Linked DNA regions of Mus musculus: regions 1, 2, 3, 5 and 6 are each linked to region 4. The links are chromatin contacts, called in public promoter capture Hi-C maps. All regions are on one chromosome and are shown on one strand. The core of a region is the stretch at or near the end of the contact, and the rest is flanking DNA. Distances in the headings are between cores, read along the strand shown.

What was found. Promoter capture Hi-C pulls out the DNA fragments that hold promoters and counts their contacts.
Region 1: a promoter capture Hi-C map of cranial neural crest shows a contact between it and region 4. The contact joins the promoter of Eif2s1 here to the promoter of Churc1 in region 4. A contact is called at or near these places in 3 of 39 promoter capture datasets (the C10 cell line, cranial neural crest and maxillary cranial neural crest) and 1 of 115 datasets of contacts at active chromatin or transcription factors (large pre-B cells).
Region 2: a promoter capture Hi-C map of pre-B cells shows a contact between it and region 4, with 3 times the contacts expected there. The contact joins the promoter of Snapc1 here to the promoter of Churc1 in region 4. A contact is called at or near these places in 2 of 39 promoter capture datasets (hippocampal neurons and pre-B cells) and 1 of 484 Hi-C or Micro-C datasets (B cells).
Region 3: a promoter capture Hi-C map of pre-B cells shows a contact between it and region 4, with 2.1 times the contacts expected there. The contact joins the promoter of Rdh11 here to the promoter of Churc1 in region 4. A contact is called at or near these places in 3 of 39 promoter capture datasets (hippocampal neurons, liver and pre-B cells).
Region 5: a promoter capture Hi-C map of pre-B cells shows a contact between it and region 4, with 5 times the contacts expected there. The contact joins the promoter of Pigh here to the promoter of Churc1 in region 4. A contact is called at or near these places in 7 of 39 promoter capture datasets (the 3T3-L1 cell line, cranial neural crest, hippocampal neurons and 3 more).
Region 6: a promoter capture Hi-C map of hippocampal neurons shows a contact between it and region 4, with 3 times the contacts expected there. The contact joins the promoter of Plek2 here to the promoter of Churc1 in region 4. A contact is called at or near these places in 2 of 39 promoter capture datasets (cranial neural crest and hippocampal neurons).

The regions. Positions count from the first base shown.
Region 1 is chr12:78,859,188-78,864,306 of GRCm38.p6, forward strand. It overlaps Eif2s1 (eukaryotic translation initiation factor 2, subunit 1 alpha), which reads left to right and starts at 2,885. Exons shown (of 8, transcript NM_026114.3): 1 at 2,885-2,993. Atp6v1d (ATPase, H+ transporting, lysosomal V1 subunit D) reads right to left here and starts at 2,451. Exons shown (of 9, transcript NM_023721.2): 1 at 2,232-2,451. The coding sequence starts at 2,272.
Region 2 is chr12:73,962,548-73,967,641 of GRCm38.p6, forward strand. Snapc1 (small nuclear RNA activating complex, polypeptide 1) reads left to right here and starts at 1,950. Exons shown (of 10, transcript NM_178392.5): 1 at 1,950-2,199. The coding sequence starts at 2,015.
Region 3 is chr12:79,189,949-79,194,373 of GRCm38.p6, forward strand. Rdh11 (retinol dehydrogenase 11) reads right to left here and starts at 1,907. Exons shown (of 7, transcript NM_021557.6): 1 at 1,778-1,907. The coding sequence starts at 1,842.
Region 4 is chr12:76,762,779-76,767,830 of GRCm38.p6, forward strand. Churc1 (churchill domain containing 1) reads left to right here and starts at 2,760. Exons shown (of 4, transcript NM_206534.2): 1 at 2,760-2,860. The coding sequence starts at 2,822.
Region 5 is chr12:79,087,192-79,091,856 of GRCm38.p6, forward strand. Pigh (phosphatidylinositol glycan anchor biosynthesis, class H) reads right to left here and starts at 2,479. Exons shown (of 4, transcript NM_029988.2): 1 at 2,249-2,479. The coding sequence starts at 2,428. 9230116L04Rik (RIKEN cDNA 9230116L04 gene) reads right to left here. Exons shown (of 3, transcript NR_110486.1): 3 at 1,514-2,794.
Region 6 is chr12:78,905,560-78,910,387 of GRCm38.p6, forward strand. Plek2 (pleckstrin 2) reads right to left here and starts at 1,379. Exons shown (of 9, transcript NM_013738.3): 1 at 1,332-1,379. The coding sequence starts at 1,373.

The sequences.
Region 1 (5,119 bases), core at 1,635-4,134, 2.1 Mb after region 4:
GGATCACAAACCTATCGTTTCGAGCCGGGCGTGGTGGCGCACGCCTTTAATCCCAGCACTTGGGAGGTGGAGGCAGGCGGATTTCTGAGTTCGAGGCCAGCCTGGTCTACAGAGTGAGTTCCAGGACAGCCAGGGCTATACAGAAAAACCCTGTCTCAAAAAACCCAACCCCCCCCCCAAAAAAAACCTATCATTTCTCCTGTCTGAGCCCAAAGAAGCCCATTTTTCACCTTGTAGTCTTAAATTAAAAGTCCCAAAATAAAAATAAAAACATACCAGCATTACAAATAGTGATTAAATATGGCCAGACATTATTTATAACAGTAAGACCACTAGCAGCAAAGCAAAAAGGTGAGCGCCATTCTGGCTCACACAGGTGTGCCTGGGCACTTTAAAGAGCATGAGTTGCACTCAGGCAGGCTCAGAAAAGGGAAAGTCCACCTGTGGCTGTGTCAACTGTGCCTGCTCTCTGACAGGAACAGAAGTCAGGATTCTAGCCTCCCACAGAGACACAGAGACCCTGTCCTGGTTGATTACCTTACGAAGAAGGGTTCTCTCAGATCCCTGACACATTTATGAGTTAGATAAACTATATATTCAATTAAAAACCCTTTTTCTTTCAAAGAGAGGTCTAGGATCTATCAATCAGATGTCAGCTAAAACCAGTATTTAGTTCTCCTATGGGCTTTGAGTTTTGTTTGTTTGAGGCAGGCATGGTTATTTCTACTTTTAGGTGCTGGGGATTCAACCCAGGGCCTTTTGTATGCCAGGCAAGAGCTCTGCCTCTGAGATATTACTCAGTGGCATTACAGTTGGGGCTAGTGGCTGGGGAGTGGGGAGGAGAACTGTGGTCATCCTAGGATATGTCCTTGTGTTTCCAGAAGCCACCCTGGAATCGGATGTCTCAGTAAAGTTTGGATGGGGCCATTACATGCTGGCTTTGGGATCACCCTAGGGTCGTCCTGATCTTTAGCTGTTTCACGAGCACTGCACTTCCCCACAGCTGGCAGGTTTGTACAGTTAGTATAACTTGCCATTTCAAAGCCATTGGGGAGAAGGTTAAAAGTGTTTTGTTTTGTTTTTAAATAATTAAACCCTTTCATTCACTCAGAGCTACATATACCCTGGCAGAGACAGAAACTCATTCTGTGGTTTAAATGAAACTATTTAAGAGTCCTTGGGTCTATAAGTAAAAAGGCATAGGATAAGGTAAACAATACAGTCTGTCTCTCTCTCTCTCTCTCTCTCACACACACACACACACACACACACACACACACACACACACACGCAAAACCCTAAACAGGCCCCAAAACAGGACCACAGTGAGAGACCTAATTATCAGAATAAAAACTGATTTCCTTCTTCAGGAACAATTGAAGATGAGAGCACAAATACCCTTTTCTTTCCACAAGTTATTATATGTATTTGAGAAAACTTCAAGTTTTCACTTCATCACTTCTCCTAACAAGGATGTTAACCCAAAGCAGAAAGGCGGCCTGTAACTGAGCACATCCCAAGCAAGGGTTCAAGGAACAATTTTCTGTGGACCTTCTATGCATTAAAAAGATGCCTCCTTCATCCAGGAGACAGCCCAAATAAATACCCGCGTGACAGTGTCATGAGTGACACTTGCTAGACGTAAAGAGTGCAGTCATCACAGGGCTATAGGAATACCTCAGAAATGCAGGGATATCTTCCCACAGCAAATAACACTTGACGGGATCCAAGACTGAAACCTACAGCTGCGAGAGGGTGACACATTCAATGTCACTTTGGCTGAGGGGCCTTCTAGCTGCTTCCCTGTCACATAACTTCCCGTCTGGGAGCTTTGGTCAGACCTCAGCGTCTACATCTCAATCCTCAGCAATGATGAGCCCTGGGAGGTAGAGATGGCGCCGACGGCTCAGTTATGTAAACTCCGTGTGTGGCTCAAAGGGTGTGCGGAATGAGTGAGTAAAGGCATCGACCTCCAAAAGCTGCCAGCAGGTGAACCCCCTTTTCCTGTGGACTGGAACCACTTTCTCCGGCCTCTTCTCTCAGAAACAGCAGGGGAGGGGAGCGTTGGAAAGAAACCTCGCTCGGAACTCAGAGGAAACGAAGACCCTGGGGAAAGCTCAAGGAGCGACCCAGAAACCAAGGAACCTTGCTGGTGGCCAAGGGTACGCAGGAATGCGCGCCGGGAAGATGTGCCTGAACACGGTTGTCGCTTGTCCTAGTCTTTAACTTACATTCGCGAAGGGAAGATTTCAATCCGGTCTTTGCCCGACATCCTGACGGTGACTCGGCTCGGGCCCCCCGGCGAGACAATCGGGACCGCAACACCTCCAGAACCGGTTACCCCAGTGCCCGCCTCCACGGGAGTCAGCTGACCGGGTCACTTGACAACTGCGTTGCTAAGAGGCAACCAGGAAACCGGTTCCCACTTCCGGTTCCTGTTGGGCGAGGACTGAGGGAGGGGGAGGAGACGGAATGCCCGGATGTGGAAGCGCGCACAGTCCGGAATTCCGGGTCTCTCCACCGCCCCTCCCTCCGGCGAGTCGCCGGCACCCAGCACGCTCTGAGGGATGGGTCAGGAGAGGATCACGCTCCTCCTCTTCCTCGGCTTTCCGCCATTCGTCACAGCGCCCTCTCTTGGTTGACTAAAACTTAAAGCGATCATCCTGGAGCAAGAAACAGAAACTTACCTCTCCTTTAAACCTAGCAAGTTCCCTCCGCAAAAAAATCTATAAATACCAGGGGCAGTGACTCTTCAGCTCGTCCCTTGGTTCACACCGCCCATATTAGGAGGACCAAGACTCTATGGTTAGTGGCAACGAAGGATCCTTTTCTGTCGGCGCCTGCGCAGTGAGAGGTGGCTCCGCATGCGCGCTGGGTTGGGCGAAGCGCACGCTGAGGAGCTTCGGCGTCCGGGGTTGGTGTTCCGAGTCTCCTCGTTGCCACTAAGCAGCACGGCGTGGGACCCTACTTCGGGATTCACACATCCACTTCAGGTGACCGGCCCCGCAGCTTGCTCTCCCCGAGGATTCGCCTTGGTTTTGTCCAGTGCGGCTAGGCCCCGGGCTACCCCCCCTTTCCCGTTCTTGCGCGGGAAGTGTCTGGACCCCGTCGCCACCGCCCGCTGGTGATTTCCTGCGCCCTCTCGCCAGCCGGTGTCTGCTCCTGCGAGCCAGAAACGTGGCTGGACGGGCGGAGGAACCCCTGAAGGAACGTGGGCCAAGTAGATTTTTACAGCCTCCTTAAAGATGTCTTGTGGTGGGGAGGCCTCTGGAGAACCCTCGACTCCAGTCCCACTCCTAGTTCAAGACGATTGCTTTTACCGGACCGGAGAATTTGGGCTTTTTTTTTTTTTCTTTCTTTTATCCTTCTTTTCAGCCCCAAGATACTGCCAAAACTTTTCTCTCTGTGGAGACTGAACTTTTCGCCAAAGAAACAATAGGATAAACCACCATATTTAAGTTAAAAAAAAGTCCAAAATGGAACTATTAGTGTTGAGGTCGTTAAGTTTTCGCTCTAGCTGTGCATTTCTGTATGAGTGAATTCCTGGAATTTAAAATCAGCTGTTGAAGTTATTTGCCCTGTTTGGGTAACTGCGAAAATAAAACTGGAGTTTTGTAATTATGGACGCTGAAAGCGTAAAACTTTAGAGTTAAGTGTGTACTCGCATTGGGGCTCTTAAACACCCCCTTATATTTAGGATGCTTTAATTTCCACTAAGGAACAAACATTGTTTCTTGAAGAAAGGGTACATCAGAAAAGTCTTGATTTTTCTCCTCCTCAAGTTGTTGTTAAAGAGGTGGAGACCCTCGACAGTTCATCAAAAATGTCAGTTATGAAATTGTAGTGCTTTTTCTGTGCCTATGATGCCAGATGGTGGGCCCTGATTCTCAAAAGACTTAGTTGTACTAGTAAACTTTAGAGCTGAACAGCGTTTTCCCAGCGTGGTACATTTTATTTTGGAATGTTCATTGCCCATATCTGCTATGGTGACATGACAATGTACCGACTCTAGAAGTTAACAGGGGCAAAATACTAATAATGCAAGGTATTTGAAACTAGCTTTGAAGTGTGTTTTTGTTTGTTTACATCAGAACACATACAGTCTGTATGGCATTAACTACAGAAGTGGGATCCCTTGTGAGAGGTGTGAGGTACACATATCTTTAATCCCAGCACTGAAAATGCTTGAGGCCAGCCAGAGCTGCACAGTGAAACCCTGTCTCTAAAGGGGGGGTGGGAGAGCCCTTAACATTGTCATACTGTGTGTGATACAGGGAAACTTTGTGGATATCAGATTTTGTGTTAAAGACTTGAGTTTAGTTCTTGTTTTTAGTGTATATTATGTATCTGTCTTTGAAGTCACTTATATTTCTGTTCCTTGGTTTCCTGTTAATACTTTTTTGGGCCTTTTCAGAACACCTTGTAATCCTAATTTGTTTTCCCACTAGTACTTAATTCCCTAGGGAGGGATTTTTGTGTCAGAATTGCTTAATACTAAGTAATGACTACCCCCAAAATTGTTTTAACAGATTAAATTGCAAAATGAAAAAAGTCAGAATGCTTTGAAAATTATCAAAAAGGACTGAATAAATTCTTGATTTCTGTTTTATTGACAGAAAAAAAAAAACATGGGCTCTTTTTTAAATAATTGTTTTTATGAATTGATTTAGTCAATCAGCCAACAAGTAAGTTCTTTGTGACACGAATCCCTTTGTAGTTTCAGAATACTTTCTTTCTACTGTAAGTAATATACCATTTCATTATTTACTCCATATTCTGCAAACAGATTTGTGCCTTTTAAAGTAGTGGCCATGTTTCCATTCTGTGTTCTCTTACCCTGTTGCCTGTAACCTTTAACCAGCTGATGAAGACAAAAAGCATCACCTTTTTGGATGCTACTATTTGGAGAAATTTGCTTAATAAATATGACTAGCAGCTTTTAAATCTCCTAGCATTGTTAGACATTTTTCTACAGTGTTTATTTTGATGCTTACTTTGGAAGTCTTTGTTTAATTCCCGAGTTTTCTCTATACAGATATTTGAAAGCATTTGCATTCCCTCCCTTAAGAGAAGCTCTGTTTAAAAAATGGAACTGCTGTTTCCAAATGAGTATTCTAGC
Region 2 (5,094 bases), core at 700-3,199, 2.8 Mb before region 4:
CAAGGCAATAGGGTTAACTAACAATCAACTGAAGTCCAAATAAACTCTCTCTCTCTCTCTCTCTCTCTCTCTCTCTCTCTCTCTAAGGTTTCTCAATGTAACCAGCCCTGGCTGTCCTGGACTCAGATTGTAGACCAGGTTGGCCTTGAACTCACAGAGATCCACCTGTCTCTGCCTCCTGAGTGCTGGGATTAAAGGTGTGCACCACCACCATACCCAGCTAACATTTTCTTTTCTTTTTTTTAAAGTAAATTGTCTTAAGGATTTTTGTCACAGGAAGTAAGCTTTAAAGTTGATATGAAAATTCAAATTTGATTAAGTCTTCTGTATTTTGTCCTTACAAAGTAGGTGGAGATGTGATTGTAGTGGCTTTGTTTATGATAGCAAAATCTGGAATTTATATAAACTCCAAGAGGGAACTGTGGGCAAATTGTGTATTAATTCAACAAAGTATTAGTGTTAATTCAACAGTGAAAATAGGAACTATGGCTGCAAATAGCAGCACAGATACATCTTGAATGTTTAAAAATATTTTGAAGAATATGAGTTGTAGATTGCAATTCTATTTTCATAAAATTAAAAATCAACTATAGCTGGGCGTGGTGGCAAACGCCTTTAATTCTGCACTTGGGAGGCAGAGGAAGGCGGATTTCTGAGTTCGAGGCCAGCCTGGTCTACAAAGTGAGTTCCAGGACAGCCAAGGCTATACAGAGAAACCCTGTCTCAAAAAAACAAAAAAAAACCCAAAACAAACCAAAAAACCCACTACAACTAAAATATATGTATACACACTGGACATCAACTTCTGGCCTCCACATGGGCCAGGAGGTGTGTTCATGAAAACACACACACACACACACACAAACAAACCATTACAAACAATAAAATAAATGCATCCATACAAGCACATCCCAGAATACCTTTTCTAAAGATTAGTGTGCCTTCAAAACAGAAATACAGTTCAAATACAGAATGCTAACCCGTAACAAGCCCCTGGGAGAAGCTAAAAAGTGGGATTTCTAGAGAGCTACTTTAGCCAAACAGTATATCAGACAGTGTGCTAGATTGTCAGAGGCAACAACGGTAGGAAACAGCAACTGCTGCCCAGAGTGGTTGCATATTACTTGGAGAGCCACAAATTAATCACTCAAGTAAGCATAGACTGTAGGGGATCTTGGCAATGAGGAAGAACCACGGGAGTTCCTTCCCTAACAAGTTCTCTTTAGATCATCTTCCCACGTGGAGGGAGGTTAGGGTGGTTGCTACTGTAGAGTCACTTTAAAGAAGACTGGCAGGCTAAGTGTAGTTTACATAAGTCAGGAGGCAATGAAGACCTCAAATCCTTTTGGGGGCTGTTAGTTGAGGCAGAGGCAGGCGGATTTCTGAGTTTTAGGCCAGCCTGATCTACAGAATGAGTTTCAGGACAGCCAGGGATATACAGAAAACCCTTTCTCGGAAAAAAAAAAAAAAAGAAGAAAGAAAGAAAGAGAGAGAGAGAGAGAGGGAGGGAGGGAGGGAGGGAGGGAGGGAGGGAGAGAGAGAGAGAGAGAGAGAGAGAGAGAGAGAGAGAGAGAGAGAGAGAGAGAGAGAGAGAAATCGAGTCTTCATGTCCTATTGATTAATAGTTAGCAGGCACTACTATTGTTTTATCTACCTACTTATCTAATTTGAAGGTCTTATTTATTTATTTATTTAGAGGGTCTCTCTATGTAGACCTGAAACTCGCTGCATACACCGGACAGGCTTGTAAATCACAGAAATCCTCCTGTCTCTGCCTCTCAAGCACTGAAATTAAAGGCGTGTATCACACCAAGTTCGGCTTCCTAGACTAAAATCACCTTGCATTTACGCACGCGCAAGAAGCGCCACAGGCGCCAGGTAAGACCCGGATGAAGGCGGGGCTTGAGGTCCCGGATAGTACGTCACGGAGTGCGCGTACGTGATGTGACGTGACTGGGGCGGTGCTACAGGGCCTTCTGGGCATTGGGGAAGCCGGGTCCGGGAGAGAGTGAGCATGGGGACTCCTGCGGGCGCCGGGACCCGTCCCACGGGCGCTGGAACTGTTGAAGGCGTGGGGATCCCTCCGGGCCTGCAGACTGACTACGAGACGCTGCTCAGCCGCTTCCAAGAGATGGACAGCGTGCGCTTCGAGGACTTCACGGAGCTCTGGCGCAGCATGAAGTTCGCGACCATCTTCTGGTGGGTGTGCCTCGTCCTCCTACCCTGTCTCTCCTGTGGGGAACGCAGCCTGCATCCCCGACCTCCGCCTTGGCGGTTTCCGTGGGTCGCCCTTGCACTCTGCTGGCTCGGCCCTCTGCATCTCCACCGCCTCCATCCGAGGCCAAACCTCCTCCAATCTTGATTGCCGAATGAATCCGCGGTTAGAAACAAAGTATTCCCACCGACACAGGGTCCTCTACGAACGAATTCATTTAGCATGCAACAACTGACGTTGCAAGTGCAGGTTTGAATCTCTGTGTATCGCCTTTAGTTGGATAAAGCCTAGATTCAAGCCAGTAGCTGCCTTTACCTCTGTCCCCAGCCTCATCTCCAGTGCCCACACCTTGCACTCACTCTCTTGGCTCGAGTTGCTTTTGGTACTCCACTGGCGTTTCCTAGCCTGGGAATTTTCCATCTCCTTTTGCTTGTCCACTTCGTCAGTCATTTTTGAACCCAAATGACAGTTCTTTAGGGAATTCTTTTGGCCTTCGGGACTAAGTGAGAGGCTCGAGTTCTGTCTACCCCCAGCACGAAGGGCTTATCTCACCGTCTAGAGTATATTTCATAATTAGAGACGCAGTCTTGGATAACGGTGAAGAGTGGAGATGATGGGTCTTGGGCATCAGGATTTGAATACAGCTCTCCAGTCCCCCTCCCCCAGATCTGAGACAACCCTTTTTGTCTGTAAACTAGATCATGATAGTGTGGGAATTAAATGAATCAATATATTAGCTGGTTCGACGTGTGAAATTAATGTTCAGAGTTATTACTACTCTTTGATTTCTCCCTTAGACTGAACTTAGTGAGAACAGCCATGTGATTAATGTGGTATTCCTTACTTGTTTTTGAGACTTGCCCTCATTGTGTGTAGCTTTGGCTGGCCTGAAACTTGCCGTTATACCAGACTGGCCTTGAGATCTGCCTGACTCTTCCTTCTAAGGTCAGGCATTCACCACCTTGCCCACGTTTGAATACGGTGTTTGTATTAATTACCATACCATATAAATTCTTGAAAAGGGTAAATGATTGAATGGAATCTTAATAGATCTTTTGTTGAATAAAATAGAACTTTTTATATTATTGATTTAGACTATTATGTAGATTGTCAGTTATTACAAATTAAGGTGTAAATTACTACAGGTGATGAAATTAACCTGCTCTGGGGCAGCACTCCTCTAAGCCCAGAATGTGGGGAGAATGCCCAGAATGTGGGGAGAATGCCCAGAATGTGGGGAGAATCAAGGCCAGGAGTACAAGGCCATCCTAGCTACAAAGAGAATTCTGCAGGAGACACTGTCTCAAAACCCCAAATAACAACAAAAATTATTTATTGTACAACTGATATTTTATGTAGCTAACTGTAATGGATTCATTATCTAATATACTTAACTTAGAGCTCTGAAAAGCTGGTATAAGTGTTCCATGTTTTAGAGATTAGAAAATTGAAGCTTATAGCCGGGCGTGGTGACGCACCCCTTTAATCCCAGCACTTGGGAGGCAGAGGCAGGCGGATTTCTGAGTTCGAGGCCAGCCTGGTCTACAGAGTGAGTTCCAGGACAGCCAGGGCTATACAGAAACCTTGTCTTGAAAAAAACAAAAACAAAAAAAATAAAAAGAAAGAAAATTGACACTTAGAGGAAGTTAATTTTATCAAGTGTGGTATCAGAGGCTTATTAATTAGAGCGATCAAGAGGCAGGAGAATTGCAAGTTTGAGGTCAGCTTGGGCTGGAAGATAGAGACCCCATCTTTAAAAAGAATCTAAATCTATTATGTCTTCCTGTTTCCTTTTAAAACTTAGTTTAAATTTATTTATTTATTTATTTATTTATTTATTTATTTATTTATTTGAGACAGGGTTTTACTATACAGTCCTGGCTGGCCTGGAAAGTACCATGGAGATGGATTAAAGGTGCCATCACCTTGCACAGCCTGTTGTCTTGTCTTTTCTGTTTTTAAAGTCTTTCACTGTACTAAAGAGGTTGGGGTAACTTTCCCTCCTTACCCCCCCCCCTCCCTTTTTCCTGATAGGGTCTTTCTGTGAAGCCCAGAGTGTCCTAGAACTGAGTATTCTAGGCTGGTCTCAAACTCACAGAGTTTCCCCTGCCTCTGCCTGCTGAGAGCTGGGATTAAAGGCGTATGCCACTGCAGCCCAGTTGGATTTTCTTTAGGAGTCATTTTGGTCTCCACACTACCTACCATAGGTCTTTTGTGTTCTTTTACTGTACTTATTATTTTTATTGTTTCCTCTTCCATTTGTAATGAGATGTAATAAATTATATTAACTAAGGTGCTTAGGTGTTTACCATTTTGTTTTGCTGTTATTAATATGAAAACCACAGCATATTTATAATTATATGATGTATTTTGAGGCATTTTAGCTAAGGTTGTATTTGAAGGTTGACTTTGTGACAGTCTGTACCTCTTGTCTCCAGAGTGCTGGGATTACAGTCTGGGCCACCACCCCCAAGTTCCTGTTTTGTTTTGAGACTGGATCTCTTGTAGCCCAGGCTGGCCTTGATCTCAGTATGTAGCCAAGGACAACCTTTTGACCTTTCTCTCTCTATTTTCCAATTGCTAGGGTCTCTGGAGTGTGCTGTTGTGTCTGGCTTTAAAAAACGGAGAACATTTTTAATCTGCCAATTTAAGGCCTGTCACAGAACACTCGGATGGTATGCTCAAAGTCGCTTTCACTGTTTCATCGCTCAGACTTCCTTTTGTGCTCTGATGAACGGGAAGATGGGTTAGGTAGTGTTAGCTCTCTCTGACTTTCACTTAAGGTTCCCATGGACAGAAAATGATGAAAATCCTGGAGACTACTGGGGAAATGTATAGTATAGATTAAAATACACAGAGTGTTGAGCCTGTAAGAGCAT
Region 3 (4,425 bases), core at 657-3,156, 2.4 Mb after region 4:
TATAATCTTAAGAAGGGCTAATCCAATTCAAAGAATAGAAATCATAAGCTTATGAATCTAGGTCAAAAATAAGAAAAAGATAGCCACATTCACACATTTAAAAACAAAAACAAAACATTTAAGAATGAGACAAGGGCTAGGAATATAACAGGGTAAGCATACATAGTTTACCCAGATGCCAAGCCCTGGGTTTGACTACTGACATCACACATTAATATCAGAACAACAACAACAAAACAACAACAGAGCAGAGTTCCAGCAGAGTGAGGATCCATACGTTTGTCTGGTTGGAGTCCTTGCACCTGTGCGTAGGCTTTGCTGGCCTTTCCAAATGGATGAAGCACAAACACAACCCTCAGATTTTCCTCTTCTCTTCTCAATTTTAGGACTAAAAGGATCTGTTGACTCAGAAGTGCGTTTTTAAGGAGCATTTCAACCATTCCACTAAACTTGTTATCTGCAAGCAGCCACTACTTAAGACAAACTAACTTGTGGTACCCAAAGGAACCTCTCTCTCCTCAGCGATCAAGGCCCCTGGCTCTGTGTCTCACGTCCCTTCAGACTGAACTTCAACACTGACAAATCCTGGGGACCAGGAATTGGCTCTTCCTCCTTCCTCTGTCATCATCGAAAACAAGAAATCAACTTTGAAAGCGCAGCTCTGGCCCCACTCTCCCATGCTGGCTCCAACGGGGATAGTAGAGTCCTTAGAGTGCTCGCTTCTAAGACACATTTCACTGGATGTAGCTCCGGTTCATGTTTTGTTGAGATTCTATATGGATATGAAGATCTTGTGGTAAAAAGAAACCCAAGTTTTTACCTGAGTACAAGGCCCATGTGTGCCTACTTATGGGAGCTGTAAGTATTCAGAGAGGAGAGGGGAAAAATGAAAGTAGCCACCAGAGAGAGAAGAAAAAGCAAAAAGAGTGGGAAGTAGGTCTTGGAAGAAAAAATGTTGGTCATGGTAAGAAATGACAGAAGGATGGCACAGCCTCAGCTCCAATAGGAACTATGGCCACGCCCAGAAAGAAGGTGGCGTTTATTACTGGTCCACCGTCACTCCTGGTGACTTACTCAGAACCAATCAGTGGACTGCCCCTTGTGGTAGCCTGCCGCTGATTCTCAGGTGATTACACACACCTCCAGGTTTGGGCTGACCTGACACTTAATTAAGAAACCATCCTTTGACCACGTGGTTCTTCTCCTGGCTCCTAGTAATCTAATTAGGGCAAACAAGCACGTGTTCCTACTCCGAAGGACAATGAATCTTCCCCTTCAGTTGTCACAAACACCTAAACAAGTGAATAACGGCAACAAGGAAGCATGCCCCAGATAACATTGGCATCGGGTTCAGAGAGCAAAAAGTGCAACCCTCCTGTAGTACCTCAAGGGCTGGAGACAAATAGTTAGACAAAGGCTGGTTCAAAGCTTGGGAGTGGAGAAAACAGTTAGAATCTAAAGCCCGCCATACTCAGCGGCTTCCCGAAGCTAGAGAGCAAATAGTGCTAGAGGAAATAAGGTAGGCCAGAAAGAGCAATACAGGATGATGGAGACCTGGAGCGCTTTTACGACCACCTGGGGTCTGACGTCTGGCCGTGCCCACATCCAGGGCACCAGGATCTCGCCTACAGTCCAGTAAACTCCAGATCTTTGCTACCTTAAAGGGCTTCTCAGTCCTTTCCTAGTCTTTCTTTACGGGGGCTAGGGAGAGGGCTTCAGTAGGGATTTTTTATCTTCTCTAAAAGACCTGGCAAGAAAAAGCAACATTCGCACAGACCTGATTTTTGGCGTGACCAAGTACAGGATGAAGGGAAGAGAGAGCAGAAGCAGGAATCCGAACATCTCAGCACCACCGAAGCGCAGTTGAAGTTGATGCTCTAAAGAGGACAGCGGGACTTATGGCTTCTGATCCTAGACACACCCCGGTTCAACTGCAACCGCCAGGGAGCAAAGCCCTCTGGGAAATGTAGTCCTGGATTTGGCGGCCGCCTGGCGGTGATACATTCAGAGTATACTTCCAAGCACTATGAAAAGTTGAATAACACAACCGTGGAGCAATGGTCTTCAGTGGTCCAGGGCCTAGGCCTGTGGGATCGTTGAGCCAGCCCTTCTACCACTCCTCTGGCCACTAATTGACTCTTTGGAAGTCTCGCGGGTTTGCTATCTCCTGGAGCCCAAGTCCAGTGTTTGGTTCAATTTTCCCCAATCATTATTAGGAAATTACATTTTGTCTGGGAGACAGCGTCTGGAAAGTATTCTGAGGTTAATTACAAAGGGCAGGAGCCGTTAGTCGGACAGTTGGTGTGGCGGAAGATGTCCTTCCTCAGAGATGACCTTTGCCCTATGGGGCAAAGCAAGTTAAGACCTCCTAGAGAGTCACGGTTGTGTGTACTTCGATCTATGATAGTATCCTTCATAATTTCCCAAGCCCTTGGTTGTTATTTGATAATAAAATAGTTTCTTGGATGACTATATCATGTATTACTCTTCAAGGAAACAATGCATTTCTCAGATTGGCACAGTTGGTTTTATCACTTTGTCAAAGAGTTTAATCCCGTCTTGAACTAAGGCCAGGAACATTTCTTTGGGAAAAGGCAAACTCCCTGTTCAAACTTTTCTTTCCTTTGAGGTGTACCTCATGGGGATAAACATGAGTTATCATGTTTAACAAGTTTTAAAAGTCATTGTCTGTGGTTTCCCACCTTCACTATTCAGTTTCTGGTTCATTTGCATAATTAATTTCCATTCATTGGAAGATACCTGTTCCACAGTCAAGTTGGAGCCATATACTGTATAGCACCTGGGAAGAAGACATATTCTTACAGATTTAGTATTGGATTATCTAGTAATCATCAGCATTTAACGCTTTCTTAGTGTCTAGTATGTAGAGAGCAGCTCACAGCTCAAAGAAAAAAGTCTTTTACGTATTCTGTTTCTTATTCATTTTATACATGTTTAACAGTATTTCTACAATAAACTGGTGTAGTCTCTGAGAGGTGACACAGACAGCTGTGAAGTACTGCTTCAGGAGTTGTCAAAGCTGCAGCTTTCTCCTTCCTGCTTCAACCTTCAGCCTTCTTGAGACAACTCTTTGGGGATCAGTGAGAAAGAAAAGAGAGAGGGGGTGGTGGGGAAGAATTATAAACACACACACATACATTCACACATGTGACAGATAGAGCAAGGCTCCAACCATTTTTCATACATACATACATACAGACAGACAGACAGACAGACAGATATATACTTACTTATATACATATACACATATACATATACATATACAGACAGACAGACATATATTTATATACACATTCACATACACATATACATATACATACAGGCAGGCCCACACCCAGATAACTTTCTAGTAGCATATTGATGACTTGCTCATAGCTGCCCCAGATGAAGAAACTTGCTGTTTGGCAACTTATGCCTTGCTCAGAGAGTTAGACCAGATGAGATATCAAATGTCTGTGAGGAAAGTGCAGCTCTGCCAAAATGATGTAACATACCTTGGGGAAAAACCAAGGCGGGGGGGGGGGGTGGACAGGCAACATCTGCTATCCCAGGCTAGCAAAGGAACGATTCTCAACATTTCAGTCCCCAAGACCTGGTATCAAATTTGTGAGTTCCTGCAGTCTCTGAGTACCAGGATTCACAGAGATTGCAAAGCCTTTCTACGAGGCCACTAGGGGGCAGGAGAGTGTCTTAAACTGGACTCCCCAAATGGACAAAGCTTTTCAGTCTCAAGGAATGAACTACTTGAAGCCCCAGCACTTGCCCTGCCAGACAGCTACAAGCCTTTCAACTTGTATGTAGATGAAAACAAAGGCATAGCCAAAGGGTATTGATCAGACCCTGGGTCCTTGGAAGAGACCAGGTGCCTATCTGCCTAAGAAGTTGGACCCTGTCTCACGAGGCTTGGCCAGCTTACCTACGTATTGTGGCAGCTGCTGTTTTGCTGGTCAAGGACACAGATAAAACCACCTTGTGGCTGACGTCATTTTTCTTCACCTACAATCCATAACCTGGGCACTACTCCTCTGGCTTTGCCACATAAAACTCCTGGTGCTCCCAGTCAGAATGGCTAAGATCAAAAATTCAGGTGACAGCAGATGCTGGCAAGGATGTGGAGAAAGAGGAACACTCCTCCATTGTTGGTGGGATTGCAAGCTTGTACAACCACTCTGGAAATCAGTCTGGCGGTTCCTCAGAAAATTGGACATAGTACTACCGGAGGATCCCGCAATACCTCTCCTGGGCATATATCCAGAAGATGTCCCAACCGGTAAGAAGGACACATACTCCACTATGTTCATAGCAGCCTTATTTATAATAGCCAGAAGCTGGAAAGAACCCAGATGCCCCTCAACAGAGGAATGGATACAAAAAAAAAATGTGGTACATTTACACAATGGAGTA
Region 4 (5,052 bases), core at 1,510-4,009:
CAACTTATGTCTGAAAGAAGAACCCTTTTAAAATTTGGACGGAAAGAGTGAGATGTTGGGAATTGGTTCTAATGCTTTGTCTTATTTTGGCTCCCAAAAGCCATGCTTCCAGAGCTGAGGGTCCCTGCCCCTAGCTGACTTCGATTGGTAATAAAGATTTGCTGTACAGTCAATGTCTGGGCAGGGAGACAGGGCGGGACTTTTAGATTGCTTGGGCAAGGGACCAGGGGAGAGACTGAGGAGAGGGATCAGAGTTAAGAGCTGCAGGAGAAAAGTGATCCAGCTGTACAGGGGGAAAGGGAAAGCAGCCCTGTGGGGGTGGAGGAGGTGCCCAGAAGTTTGCATTTTACATTTGTGTGTTAAGCTAGGAATACTGGAGGGGAGTGTGTGCTAGCCACGGGGAGGTTTAGAAGTGCTCAGTCACTGAGCTAGTCAAAGCATATCAAAATTAGCTGACATGCGTGTGTGTGTGTGTGTGTGTGTGTGTGTGTGTGTGTGTGTCTTTCATTGGCTAATCCAGAGCTCTTGGGCAGGTGCAGTGAGAGACCTATCAGGAGGCAAAGTGGCTTAATTAACTGCTACACTTTCTTCTTCTCTTTTCTCTATATGATCCTATTCCCACATACACATTTATTTCCACACACACATACTAGTGACTACTGATGTGTTTATAAAATGATAAAGAGAGGTGGGGTATGTTCTATGGAGGCATAGAAAGGGGTGTCTCTGTGGGCCCAGGCTGAGGCATCCCTTCCCCCTGAGGGACCAGCCACAGGACCATATAGTATAGAATAGAGTTTATTCAGGGCATGGGGAGGGGAGTCAAGAGGGTAGTAGAGGCAGAGAAAGGCAGAGAAAGAAAGAGTAGAGAAGTAGAGGGGTAGAGACCAGCCATGAGCATGTGGAGAGAGAGGGGAAGAATGGTCGAGAAGACAGAGCAGGGGCAGGAAGACAGGAGCAAGAGAGTGAAGAGGTGGGCAAGCAGCCCCTTTTATAGTGAGTCAGGCACACCTGGCTGTTGCCAGGTAACTATGGGGTGGAGCTTAGAATGCTAACAACTACATTCTGGGTATCATGGAGAACAGCTTTTTTTTCCTTCCTGAGGGTGTATTACCTTACTTAATATTATAAGTCCACTCATTTTCCTACAAATTTTGTGATTTCATTTTTTTTCTTTAGAACTGAATAGTATTTTTTTTCCTGTGTAGCCCTGGTTGTCCTGGAACTCTATCTATAGACCAGGTTGGCCTAAACTGCACAGAGTTTGGCCAGCCTCTGCCTCCCGAGTGTTGGTACTAATGTCATGTGCACCACTGCCCAGCTCCATTTTTTATATAGAGAGATTTTTCATTTTACTTTTATCTGTTGACAGACAACTAGGTTGATCTTAATTCTTGGTAGAGTAAATAAATCAGGAATAAACACAGGGGTGTAAATATTCCTATGTGTTCTGGGTAAATGCCCAGGAATAGAATAACAGGTTCATATGGTGATTCTAGTTTTAACTTTTTGAGTAGTCACCAAACTGATTCTACAATGTCTGTATTTTAATTTGCACTCCCACCAACAGTGACTAACAGTTCCTTTCTCTCCACATCCTTCCCAGCATTTGTCATCAGATTTATTGATGAGAGCCATTCCGACAGGGGTGAGAGGGTATCTAAAAAATAATTTTAATTTGCACTTCCCTGATGTTTGAGGACAATGAACACTTATTGGCCATGTTTTGTTTTTTTTTTTAATTTTGAAAAGTGTCTATTCAATTCATTTGCCCATTTATTGACTGGCAGTTTTGTTTCCTTGGTATTTAGTTTCTGCAATTCTTATAAATTCTGGATATTTGCCTCTTGTTTGAAATATGGCTGGTAAAGATGTTTCCCATGCTGAGGACTGTTTTTTTCTGCTAATTGTGTCCTTTGCTGAATAGAAACTTTTCGTGTAGTCCGTTGATACTAAGGGTTAGTTTCTGTTAGTGTTAGTGTTCCTGTGCTAATTAAAAAGTTCTTGTCCAAAGCAGTGTCTTTTTTAAAAAATTTACTTTTATTTTATGCACATTGCCTGCATGTGTGTTTGTGTTAGGGTGTCAGATCTTGGAGTTACAGACAGTTGTGAGCTGCCATGTGAGTTCTGGGAAGTGAAATTGGGTCCTCTGGAAGAGCATTCAGTGTTCCTAATGGCTAAGCCATCTCTCCAGCCCCTCCAACCCAATATCTTGACAACTATCCCCTATGTTTTCTTCTGGAAGTTTCAGTGTTTCCTGTTTTAGATAATGGGTTTTGATCCATTTTTGAATTGATTTTTGTACAAGGCGTATGATAAGAATCTAATTTAAATAATTTAGTAGGTTCTCGACAGCGCTCTAAGCTTCTCTTCCCAAACACCAGCTTACTCCTTCTCTGAAGTCTGATCTCTTATCTGTTATTATAGCACAAAATGGTATTTAAACTGTCATTTCAGGTTTTTTGAGTCTGGTAAAAATGGAGGCAAGAAGAAACAATTCCCCTTTTTGCTGTACTTCTGTAATTCTTTTTTAATCAGAATTCAAGAAGGCGCCTATTAGAAGTTCTTTCAGGCTCAAAGCCTCTTCCTCTTTTCGACACTTCTTTGAGTCCTCAGATCTTTTCAATACCTGAAGATTTTTGAGTCCAGTCCTCGGTGCACCCTCCTTACCCGGAGACCGCCTAACAACCGTTGCTATGGGCGGAGACTTTTAGCCAGCTGTGGAGTCCTTAGATCGTGTGCGACAAAATCGATATCTCAACTCTCGCGAGGTTTCGCCTTCCGGGTGTCGCTGGGGTCGTTCTCCGAAAACTGCGTGACGATGTGTGGGGACTGTGTGGAGAAGGAGTACCCCAATCGGGTGAGCAAGTGGGCGCGAAGAGCCTCTCGCAGGCTCGGTGTTCGACCGATATTCCTAGACAGGCCAGGGGCCCACTCTGCAGTCCTGTCACCCCAGTGACCCTGAGTACCGGCCGCAGGTTCCCTCTGGTGGCTGACGTCAGCGGTCCTTCCGGTTCTGTTGCTGGGGACAACGGGGAACCCTCAAAATTACCTACCCACCCAAATTGACAGCAGCCTCTGAGGCCCTGACGCGATCCCGGCTTCATCCTCCAGCTCGACTTGATGGAATTCTTTTTACCTCATTCTGTCGCTGAATGAACGTATGAGGTCATTTTAAAATCCACCTTTTTTGAGACAGGTTTTGTGTAGCCCAGGCTGGTTTCGAACTCTCTATGTACCCGAGGAGGATTTTGTTTGACTTTGATCCTCCTTCCACATACCTCTTGAACGCTGGCATTACAAGCGCGCGCCACTGGGCTCAATTTAGAAAATGTTAGGGATGGAAGTGAGAGCTTGGTGCGGAGGCAAGCTTGCCACCGACTGAGCTACACTTCCAGCCTCTGGTTCTAACCCACGTTTGAAGATGGCAGAACTGGTCCCCAGAGAGGACCTATCACCTGCCCAAGTATGAGAGCCGAGACTAGATTGTGATCTCCCTCTCCGCCTCGTCCCGTTCTCTTTTCCTTGCGCCTTCCCTTTCCCCTTCCCTTCTTAGCACTGAGGCCTGACCCCAGCATGTGTCCCTACCAGGCAAGCACTCTGCCAACAGAACTATACCCCCTGCTCTTATTTTAAGCCTTTGCGCCTCTCGGGCTTAGGAGGTTTTGAGGCTTGGCTCTTACTGTTCTTTCAGGGAATCACTACTGCACGTTGATGTGTGTAGAGAGTGCTTGGCTGCTCTGTGAAGGAGTGACTGCCAAGGCTCTGGGGCTGCTTCTGGGCTTGCAATTTGGGGGCATAGGATTGACAGGCTGCTGTTTAAACGTAGTGAAAAGGAAGATTGAGCAGGAATGGGGCTGCGGTGTTCTCCTTCCACATAAGGTGGGTTTGGACGATGATTTAGAGGAGGAAGGATCTGCAGGACAATAGCAAGATGAAGGACCCTTGAGTTGGCTGGGAGGGAAAACATCCTCATAGTTCTTTCTCTTAATAGTTTGTGAGTGATGGGCACACACCTCTAATCCCAGCACTGGGGAGACAGAGGCAAGCAGATCTCCAAGTTCAAGGCCAGCCTGGTCTATAGAGCTAGTTTGAGGACAGCTAGAGCTACACTGAGAAACCCTGTCTTGAAAAAACAACAAAAACCCCACAAAAAGAAAACTTCTTTTTTGAGTTATATGTAAGTCTTTTGAGATTGTTATGTTAGAGGAATTTTCATTATGGTACAACCACTTTGGTTTATAAAGTCATTACCATTCATTATCAAATTTAAATGTCCCCTGGAATGACACAGAAGTGCTTATCCCGGAAAAATGCACGTGCTCTCATCTCCTGGCAACGTGTATAAGAATGCTTGTAAGATCATTATTTGTCGTAGGCCAGAGCAAAACTCGTGTTCGTAAAAGGAAATGTCTTAAGAGTAGGGTTGTGGGCTGGAGAGATGGTTCAGCGGTTAAGAGCACTGACTGCTCTTCTGAAAGTCCTGAGTTCAATTCCCAGCAACCACATGGTGGCTCACAACCATCTGTAATGGAATCTGATGCCCTCTTCTGGTGTGTCTGAAGACAGCTTCAGTGTACTCATATAAAGAGTAGGGTTGTGAGTGTGAATTAGATTTAGAGTATCAGCTCTCAAGTGGAAGCGGTTTGGCAATATCTAGAGACACTTGATTGTCACAGTGAAGGCGCTCCTTGGCATCTAGTGGGTAGAGACCGAGTATTATACTGCAGTGCACAGGACAGCCATCTAACCGAAGGTCTGTATGCCCCAGTGTCAGTAGTGCAGACGTTAAAGAACCCAGAATTACAGCAATGGGAGCACTAGAATCAGATACAGCAGCCTGACTTTAGTCTGACAGTATTGGCGAAAGAACACATGAAGTGCAGCTTTAAATGAAGCAGACTAAATTACAGTAAGACTTTCCTGGTTGGTAAAACAAGAAGTTACTCTAAAGACATTGTGTTGATGGCTGCTAGACAGAGTATGATCGAGAGTGGTTATATAAGGGGCCAGAGAGATTGCTCGGTGATTGGTGCTTTTGCAAAGGACCTG
Region 5 (4,665 bases), core at 1,229-3,728, 2.3 Mb after region 4:
CAAAAGCAGGGGATGACAGGCTGAAGAACAATGAATGCTTAGGGAATGTTACCCACTCAGCCTCTGTTAAGATAATCTGCCTCAAAGTCCATTTTCCTGGCCAAAATTCTAAGGATGCACACCGCTCATCTGAGTCAGGGTTGAGCCACACATCTGAAGGAGTCCTTTGAGAGTTCTTTCCATGAATGAGTTTGAATAGGAGCAGAGATCTGAACTCTTGCACACAGAGGCCTCGGGAAGTCTTGAAGTAATGGAAGAGAGCACAATTACTTGTGCATTTGGGGGACATTTGGGTGTCCATGCCAGAGAGATGAGTGCAGTAGGGAACTGACAGAACAGCTCTGAGCTGGGTGTGGTTCACTCACCTGTCAGCCCAGGCCTTCACAGGGGCTGAACCAGGACGAAGCAGAGTGTGTGGACAGCCTAAACTACATAGCAAGACCCTGTATCTCTGAACAAACCAACCAGTAACAATTGCAACTGCCTGAGATCTGCGAGGCCAAAGTACAATGGAAAGGGATTTCAAAGTCAGGCAGCTCCAGTTTGGAAGCCCAGCTTTGTCACTTTATCAATGTCAAGGTTATTAAAGTATTACTCTTTATGAACCCCCCCGGGGGGTTGAAATAAGAAATTCAGCAGATAACTGCACGGGTATCAGGAACATAGGCTGGCATTAACATTCAACTGGGCATGGTGATGTATCCCTTTAACAACAGCACTTGTGAGGCAGTGACAGGTGAATCTCTGAGTTACAGGCCAGCCTGGTTTATACAGTGAGTTCAAGAACAGCCAAGGCTACATGGTAAGACCCCAACACTCCCCATCCCCCCAAAAAAGAATAAAAATCCAATTATATTAAAAATTTTGGGGAAGGACTAGGTCAGTTTAATAACTTCAACTGACCTGTGAAGACACTTTTAAATATAAATTGGTAAAGATTAGGAGTCTTTTAAAAAATACTATTTGTGTTGTGTTTGAGGCAGGGTTTCACTGTGTAGCCTTGGTTTGTTCTGGAGCTGGTAATGTAGACTGATGTAGCCAGGCTGGCCTTGAATTCAGAGATGTTCCTTCCTCTGTTTCCCTAGTGCTGGGATTAAAGGTGTGCACCACCACACCAGCCCCTACTATTTATATTTATTTATTGTGCAGAGGTCAGAGGACAATTTTTTTGAATCCATTCTTCCCTCCCATCATGTGGGTTCTGGGGATTCGGCTTAGGTGGTCAGGTTTGGCATTAGGTGGTCAGGTTTGGCATTAGGTGGTCAGGTTTGGCAGTCGCTGCAGTCATCTGATGAGCCATTCATTCCCCAGACCCTCAGTGAGGGGACTTAACTTCATCTATGAAAATCTGTGCAAATTATGATGCTCTGCCACACACTTTGATAGCATAAATGTGATTGAACCAGGTATGATGACACACACCTTTGATCCTAACCCTAGGGAGGCAGAGGCAGGCTCCACATAGAGCCTTCCAGTCCAGACAAAGTAAGAATAATAATAATAGCAAAAGAATAGAAAAAAGCTAAGGGATGTTTTAATACAAACAATATGAAAATTGCAGAAATAAACAGTTCTGGTGTACTGGCTCTATTAAGATCACTCCTGGAATAATATATTCATTTTAGGGCTATACAGGGAGTTAAAACAGAACAGAACATCCTGAACAAAGGCCAATCGGATGACTCTTTTTGCTTGGGAACTGTCACAAAATAATAGCAGTTGACCTTCGCAATATTTTGAACCATTAATTTCAACTTAGAGATGTTAAAAATGAGGCTCGGGGGGAAAAAAGATTAGAAAGTCTGAAAACTGAGCATAGAAAACCCTCGTGTCTTAGACCTGGCAACACTTTAGAAAATGCACTTAAACTGGGGAAGGGTTGGGAGAGGGGATGGTAGTTGACCTGGCCTTGAGAAACAGATATTAGGTGGAGATTCTGTACTGCACAGTTGTGGAGGCAAAAACTTTTCTGTAATTCTGTCGCACGCCTGCTATCCGTTGGCTTTGGTACCCAGTAAGTGATGCGGGAGGATGCACTGAGTTCTCTGAGGAGGTTATGTTCCATGAATGAGCAGGGCAAGTAGGTCCACTGTGGTAGAACGTCCAGAAGCACAAACTTCTCGGGGAGGGAGGGCAGTCCTGCCGTGGAACGGCGACCCTGATCCAGGGAGTCCCCACCCTCCCGGACCCACGGGTCAGCCCCGAGACCTCTCCAAGCTGCCTGCGCCGGCCGAGCGCCCGCCTTTACCTCGCACAGGGTGAAGAGCCCGTAGGCCGCCAGCCACACCGCGCAGGTGACCGCGGTGAGCGAGCACAGCGACAGCCGAGCCGAGCTGAGGCCGAACTCGCGGCAGTACGGTGAGTAGTAGCGGCACCGCAGGGCTAGGCGGCCGCCGCAGATATCGGAGAAGCTCTTCTCGTCCTCCATGGCCGCACACACCTGAATGTCGCGCCGCTCTAGCCCACCCGGAGGCTCGAAGTCTCGTTGGCTCCCGACCATCCCGGAAGCGGCTGAGCCCTGCCTGTCCGCGCAGCCGTAGTCGCTCACTGAGAGCAGGGCTGGGACTTGCAGCAAGTTCTCCCAGTTTATCCTTAGCCCAAACTCCCCAGAACCGCGGCACCAGTTTTGGGCAGATTAAGATCTCTGTTCATTTGACTGACTCATTTATATTGTTACGCCAGAAAGACTCCCCCAAAATGGTCTGCAGGTGTAACCATTCATTCATTCATTCATTCATTTCCCTGCGAAGGGATTTTAGGTACTGAAGATTTCTGTCTCTACATAGCTTCTTTCCTAGTAGGAAAAAAAAAAAAAAATAGACGTAACTTAAGTAGTGTTATTGACAAAAATGTTCAGACTAGTAGAAGGTCTGGGCAGCTTTAAGTAAAGGTCTTAAAGGTCTTCGCCATTAAACCTACAAGGGCCACACTGTTCTGTGGGGAGTTGGGGTGGAGGTGGGGGTAGTCTCCAGAAAGAAGGACCAGGAAAAAACAAAGTTGGAGGCTGGAATGGGTTTCAGTCACAGGAATCAAAAAACTAGCAAGGCTAGGATGCATGGGAAGAGAAGGTAGGCTTTGAGTTGGGCAGATGGCTCAGCTGCTAAAGAGTATATTAATCCAAAAAAAAAAAAAAAACGAGAGGAGAAAGACCGCCACCCAAATCATCATGACCAAATTAATTAAAGCAAGCTTTAAAAATTCACATACACGGGCTGCCTCCTCCTGAGATGGGGTTCAGCTTTGGATGTGAAGGCAGGCTTTTATAGCTCAGGGATAGGAAGGTTTCCAAATGAGGGGTTTGTCTGTCAAAATATAGTTATAGGAGCAGCACACAAGCATAGCAAGTAAGTCCCTCTGGAACAGAGACACAAGGTTGCAAAGATGGGCCTAACAAGGTAGCTATATAACCCTTTGAAGCAAAGGTCAGGTTGCAAGATGACTATAAACAACTTTTTGAAACAAAGACGTGATTGCATTCTTGGAACAAGCAGTACAGAACCATTTGTAGTTAAGGTCACAGGTGGGGCATAGCTCAATCCTTGAAAAACAGGTTTACTCATAAACAAGAATGAACCTAGATTGTCTTCACTGTAAGATGACTTTCAAGCCTAATATGGAAGCAGGCTGGTTCTTCAAGTACTTATCACTAGGGAAAGGTAACTGGGGGAGCCACTAATAGATGCTGTTTGCCAACCATATATTTGCATGGATGGAGCACTACTGTGGCAGTGCACAGACAATCATACTTCTGATGATGTAATTATTTCCACTGTTTTGAATTTATTCTTAGAACTTGAGTCACTATAAATATGAATAATGGAGAAACAAATGTAATTGAATAATCCCACTGAGGACTCCACAGGCTCAGGCTGGGCTCTTCAAAGCTTTTCTGTGGAGCTCTTGCTTTAGGATTTGCTTACACTTGGATTTCGTAGTTCTAAGACTACTGTGTTATGAGCCTCCCAGGGGCCCTGCAGGGAAAGCAACCAGCCTCCGAGGCTGACGACTTCAGTTCGAGTCATGGGATCCACATGATGGAAAGAGAGAACCAACTGCCACAAGTTGCCCTCTGATTGCCACATGCTCACTAGCCATGGCACGCCTAATAAATACACAGATAAATAAATAGTTTTATAAAGGAATGCTGTCTTATAGCTTTTATTCTGTTTGATTTTGGCAGAGGTGTATTTTGAAAGAAGGTTTCACGCTATAGCCAACCTGCCTCCAACTTGTGATCCTTCAGCCTCAGCTTTTTCTGAAATGCTGGGGGTGTGTAAATGGTCCATGTGAGAAAGTTACAGGATATCATGTATATAAGTCCCAATTAAGAGTCCTTACTGGCCAGTGACTATGACCAGCCTCAAAAAAACTCTTGGCCCCGAAGCTATGGTGGTATATAGCCTTTTAAAGGTAAACCTCATGATGGCATCAAGTGTAGGTCACAGAACTGTAACAATTGCTTGGGCTATATATTCAGATTAAGCATTTGAACCATGGTCAGGGTCATGGTAGGTCATAAATGTGACACCAAGGCCGACATGACTGTTCACAGGTTTAGGGAGCAAACATTAAATGGAGTTAGGGTAAGATCAGGACAAGATCGGGACTATTGTCTTAGTCACTTCAATTATGCATTTTAAGATATATGTGTCTTAGTTACTTTTC
Region 6 (4,828 bases), core at 129-2,628, 2.1 Mb after region 4:
ACCCTTCATCACCAAGCTTCCTGAGACTGTCAGCCCAGAACAGTAGCCAAAGGGCTCAGCCGCCAATACATATATATATGCATACATATACACACATATACATACATATGCATATACACATATACATATACATACACATACATATACATACATATACACACATATACACACATATACATGCATATATACTCATATACATACATATACACACATATACATACAAATACATGCATATATGTGTGTATACATATATACACATACACACATGTATATCTATATGCATACTATGCATGCTATTATACTAACATAAATATTCAGTATTGACATCAATGTTAAAGTAATTGTTTTAGAAGTTAGAGATCAAATCCAAGGTTTTCTGAATGCACCAAACTGTAAAAGTTCCTCTTTTAGGTTCTTTCGTTCATTTTCTACCTTGACCCTAGGCATCCTGGGAGTCCCACTGTCCCTGGTTGGACTCTTGCTTCTTCAACAAGGGTGATGAGGGAGGACTAAGGATGGAGTTCATGTCCTATCTAATACTCACCTACGCTAGACAAGCTATTTCGCCTTGCTGATGCTCAGTCTTGAGCAGAGAGAGAGAGAGAGAGAGAGAGAGAGAGAGAGAAGAGGGAGGGAGGGAGGGAGGGAAGGGTGGTGCCTTCTTTCCTTTCAAGCTGTAAATTGCACGGCATATCCATGGTGCCTTATATTTCAATATCATACTTAATTGAGACATGGCTGTGCATATGCATGGAGCACATACATTGGGTTGTCAATCATAGGCACGGCATGCAATGATCGCATAAGGGTAACTGGCAGCTCCATCACCTCAAACATTTATTAACGTTTCTTGGTGTTGGAAACATTTAAAATCCCCTTAGCTACGTGAGAATATACTCTTAACTGCGGTCAGCCACAGTTAACTCTCTACCACAGAAGGTCATTCCTACTTTCCAGCCGTACCTTTTAACTATGCTCTCTCCACCCTGCACCCACACCACTTTATGGTACTTTAATACAGTGTGGTGTGGTGTGTGTGTGTGTGTGTGTGTGTGTGTGTGTGTGTGTGTGTGTGTGGTGTGTTGCTGTGGACCAAATCCAGGGCCTTGAGTATGCTAACCATGGGTCCTGTCCCTGGCTTCGCCCTCAATTCCAGTAAATTGTTTTAAGAGATCCACCGGAGAGAGTAAGCCCTGAACCAAGCAGGACCAGCCTGTGCATGCCAGATCCGCTGGCCAGTGGGAGCACTTCGCCAGCTCGTCACCTTGTCCAACACTTGCTCGCCCCGCTGTCCCCACGGCCACGCGGGCGCGAGGCCAGAACACACTCACCCTCTTGACGAGGAAGCCTTCCTTGAGCACGCCGTCCTCCATGTCGCCAGTCCAGGTGAGCTGTCCCCGCGCTCCACCGCCGACGCCGCCCGCGCCCAGGAAGCCACTCCCTCCCGGAGACGCCCCCTGGCGCACATCCAGTGCCAGAGCCTCCCGCCCTGCGGGCAGGAAGTCTGGCCCGGTCGGGACTTCTGCTCCGACCTTCCCACGCCAGGTGCCCAGTGTGCCAACCCTACCCCGCACGGCCCGCGGTGATCGCCCAAGAACACGACCCTGGACCTCTGTCTATAGTTCTGAGCCTTTCCTGAGAGGCAGAGGAGTGTATAGAGCAAGTACGAGAATCTCAAGTTTAAGGTGACTGGCATAGTCTACAGAACACATTCTCACCTCAATGTGTACATCACACCATCCTCATCTCAAAAGCAAACAACCAAAAAGAATCAGATTTTAGCAATTCTGGGTGAGTTTAAAGAGCGTGCAAAATAATCGAGTCATCCGTGTAAGTCATATTGTAATACGATATTTTAAAATAAAAATTAACGCCTATGATGAAGAAAATATCCCGATAGAATCAACACAACGTTCTACCACATCATGTTGGCACCTGAAACAAGAAAACGACAGTGGTGCTGATCTGCATAGAATCCCTGATATCTTTGCTCAGCAGAGGGAACACCTGCTAGGCAGGACAAAGGCCCTGGGGTGTCTGGATTAGAGAGAGAGAGAGAACTGCCGGTAATGGAAAGACAGAGATGCCCTTCAGTCTGGCTCCCAGCACACCCTAGTGTCCCTATGCTGGGCTCTGCCCCACATGCCCCTGCGGTCTGTGACAAACATACATCTTCACCTGTAAAGCAAGAGATCTGGCAGTGTTGTGTTGCCAGGTAACAGCTTCCTAGATTTTAAATCCAAAGACAACAGAGGTTCCATTCTCTTTCCAATAGTGCTAGGTTTTATTTGCAATTATACCCCAACTCCAGGAGGCAAATAATGTGTTTTCCAGGAAACTGAAACTTGAAGCCATTGAAGTCACTCGGAACCATATCACACCAGGGCATTGGAAGAAATCGTGCTTCCGAATACCAGAAGGGCTCAAACCCAGAGTAGGAGAAGCTGGGAAAGTCAGATCCTATACCTGTCTACTCCTTTTAGGAGGCATGGACTGGGCCTTTTCTTTAGAAAACGGGTTCTTAAGTGGGTTCTCTGAAAGGGGGGAAGTTGGTTTTTTCTCCTGGTGGTGTTTCTCCCAGGAACAGCTAAGGCGCTTCCTTTGAGGGAAACCCCTGTCCCAGCCCACCCCGTCTGATTCACTGGACCTTCAGTGTGACTCACCTCCTCTGTCTTCCCCAGTCTGTCATGACTGCACCACCAACCTACCAAGGAACCGCGATGACATAAACCCAGCTCAACCAGAAGAAAACAGACAGCAGGAACGCTTGGACTTGGGGAGGAGGAAGGAACCTCCAGACTCAGGCAGACACCTTTTAGTTATGAAGGGCCAGGCAATGCCTATCACGTATCAGTGAGTAGAGAAAGCTGTTAGATGAGTGTTTGTATGCAATGACTCATAGCCTAATGTGAATTAGAGAGTCATTCCTTTGGCTTTGGATAAGAATCCTCTGTTTACATCCAGTAGATCCTTATTCACAATGAGCACTTTGGCTTAGTGAGTTTGTCAGAATGACCACCTATCCCTGGAGAATCAGAGCTGGAAGTGTGGGTCGAGGCAAGACAAGTCTCAAAGCCCACCCCTAGTGACACTCCCCCAGCAACGCTGCCTCATTTTTTAAAAAATTGAGCCCTAACTTTTTAACTTCCAATAGCTAGCAAGCAACTTAACCAATCACTAAAATGGTTCAAAAGGATGATTTCAATAGTTACATAAAATTTCATTATGACTTTGTCATAACCTATTCAATCACTTCCATACTGGCTGATTTAGCTGTCTTGTATTTGTTACCTTTTTTTGAGGCAGGGTCTTATTATATAAGCCAGGCTGGTCTTGCACTTAAGATTCTCCTGTCTCCGGCTGGAGAGATGGCTCAGCTGGTAAGAGCACTGACTGCTTTTCCAGAGGACCTGGATTTAATTCCCAGCAACCACACGGTAGCTCAACAACAACAACAACAAAACGTGCCTGTAACTCTGGTTCCAGGGAATATGACACCCCTCACACAGATATATGTAGGCAAAACACTAAAGCAGATGAAATAAAATAAATAATTAAAAAAACATTAACAAGATCCTCCTGCTTCAGTCTCCTGGGTGCTGGATTCGAGACCTGTGGTAAATCCTCACTACTAAGCTTCTTCCCAGACAAGCCCCCATCCCCACCCCTGTGATCTCCTCACCAGCATCCCAGTCTCTACACCAGCATCAAATATGTATTTTTTTGAAATCTGCTGATTTCCTCATGAACCAGAGACATAGGCTGTGTCATCTGTCAGGATGAACCCTGCTTCCTGGAACAACTTCCTGTGGACGTGACTGAGAACTGGAAGAAGCCTGGGCCAAGGAAGTCCCAGACAGGGGCAGTGGACATAGGGAAAGGGGGACATATGGCATCCGAGATCCTACAGTGTACCCAAAAGCACTTGAATAGGGTGTGTAGCTCAGGTACTGGGTTTGGTCCCCAGCACTGTAATAACAACAACAATAACAACAGCCCACCATAAATCAGGGATGGTTCATGGTCTGTCATCCGACGTCATTGCGTTCATTCACTTAACAGCAGGAGACGTACATTGAGTGTGTCAGAAGTACAAAGCACAATGTTCAGTGAGCAGTCTGCAGATGTTCCCCTGGTCAGTCATCAGCATAAACACAATGAATGTCACTTAGTGACATAATAAAGGCAAATGAGCCAGGCAGTGGTGGCACACACCTTTAATCTCAGCACCTGGGAGGCAAAAGCAAGAGGAACTTTGAGTTTGAGGCCAGCCTGGTCTGAAGAGTGAGTTCCAGGACAGTCAGAGATACACAGAGAAACTCTGCCTTGAAAACACAAAACAAACAATGGATAGCTAAGTAAACAGACAAACAAGCAGACAAAGACAAAAAAAAAAAAAAAATTGCCAAATCATGACTCTGCCCAAGCTCATCCACTAAACTACGGAAGGAACAGGGTGGCTCTCAACCTACTTGGATTCTGCGGCTTTTCAGCTCTGTGATGCTTCAAAGGCAGTTCAATAGAGACACTTATTTCAGATTTGTACGTTTTTGTCTTTTCCCAGAAAAATGCTGCAAGTCCCTTTGTTGTTTTCTTGTTTTGTTTCTGTTTTGTTTTTTGTTTTTGTTTTTGTTTGGTTGGTTTTTTTTTTTTTTTTTTTAGATAAGATCTCACTACCTAGTTCAAACTGATCTCAGACATGTTATGTAGCAAAGGCTGGCTCAAACGCAAGATCTTCCTGCCCCAGGACTTTCATGCTGGTCTACAGGTGTGCACCATCACCTGTGTGGCCCTCCTTCAGCCCAGTCAGTCAGCCATCAGGGAGGGA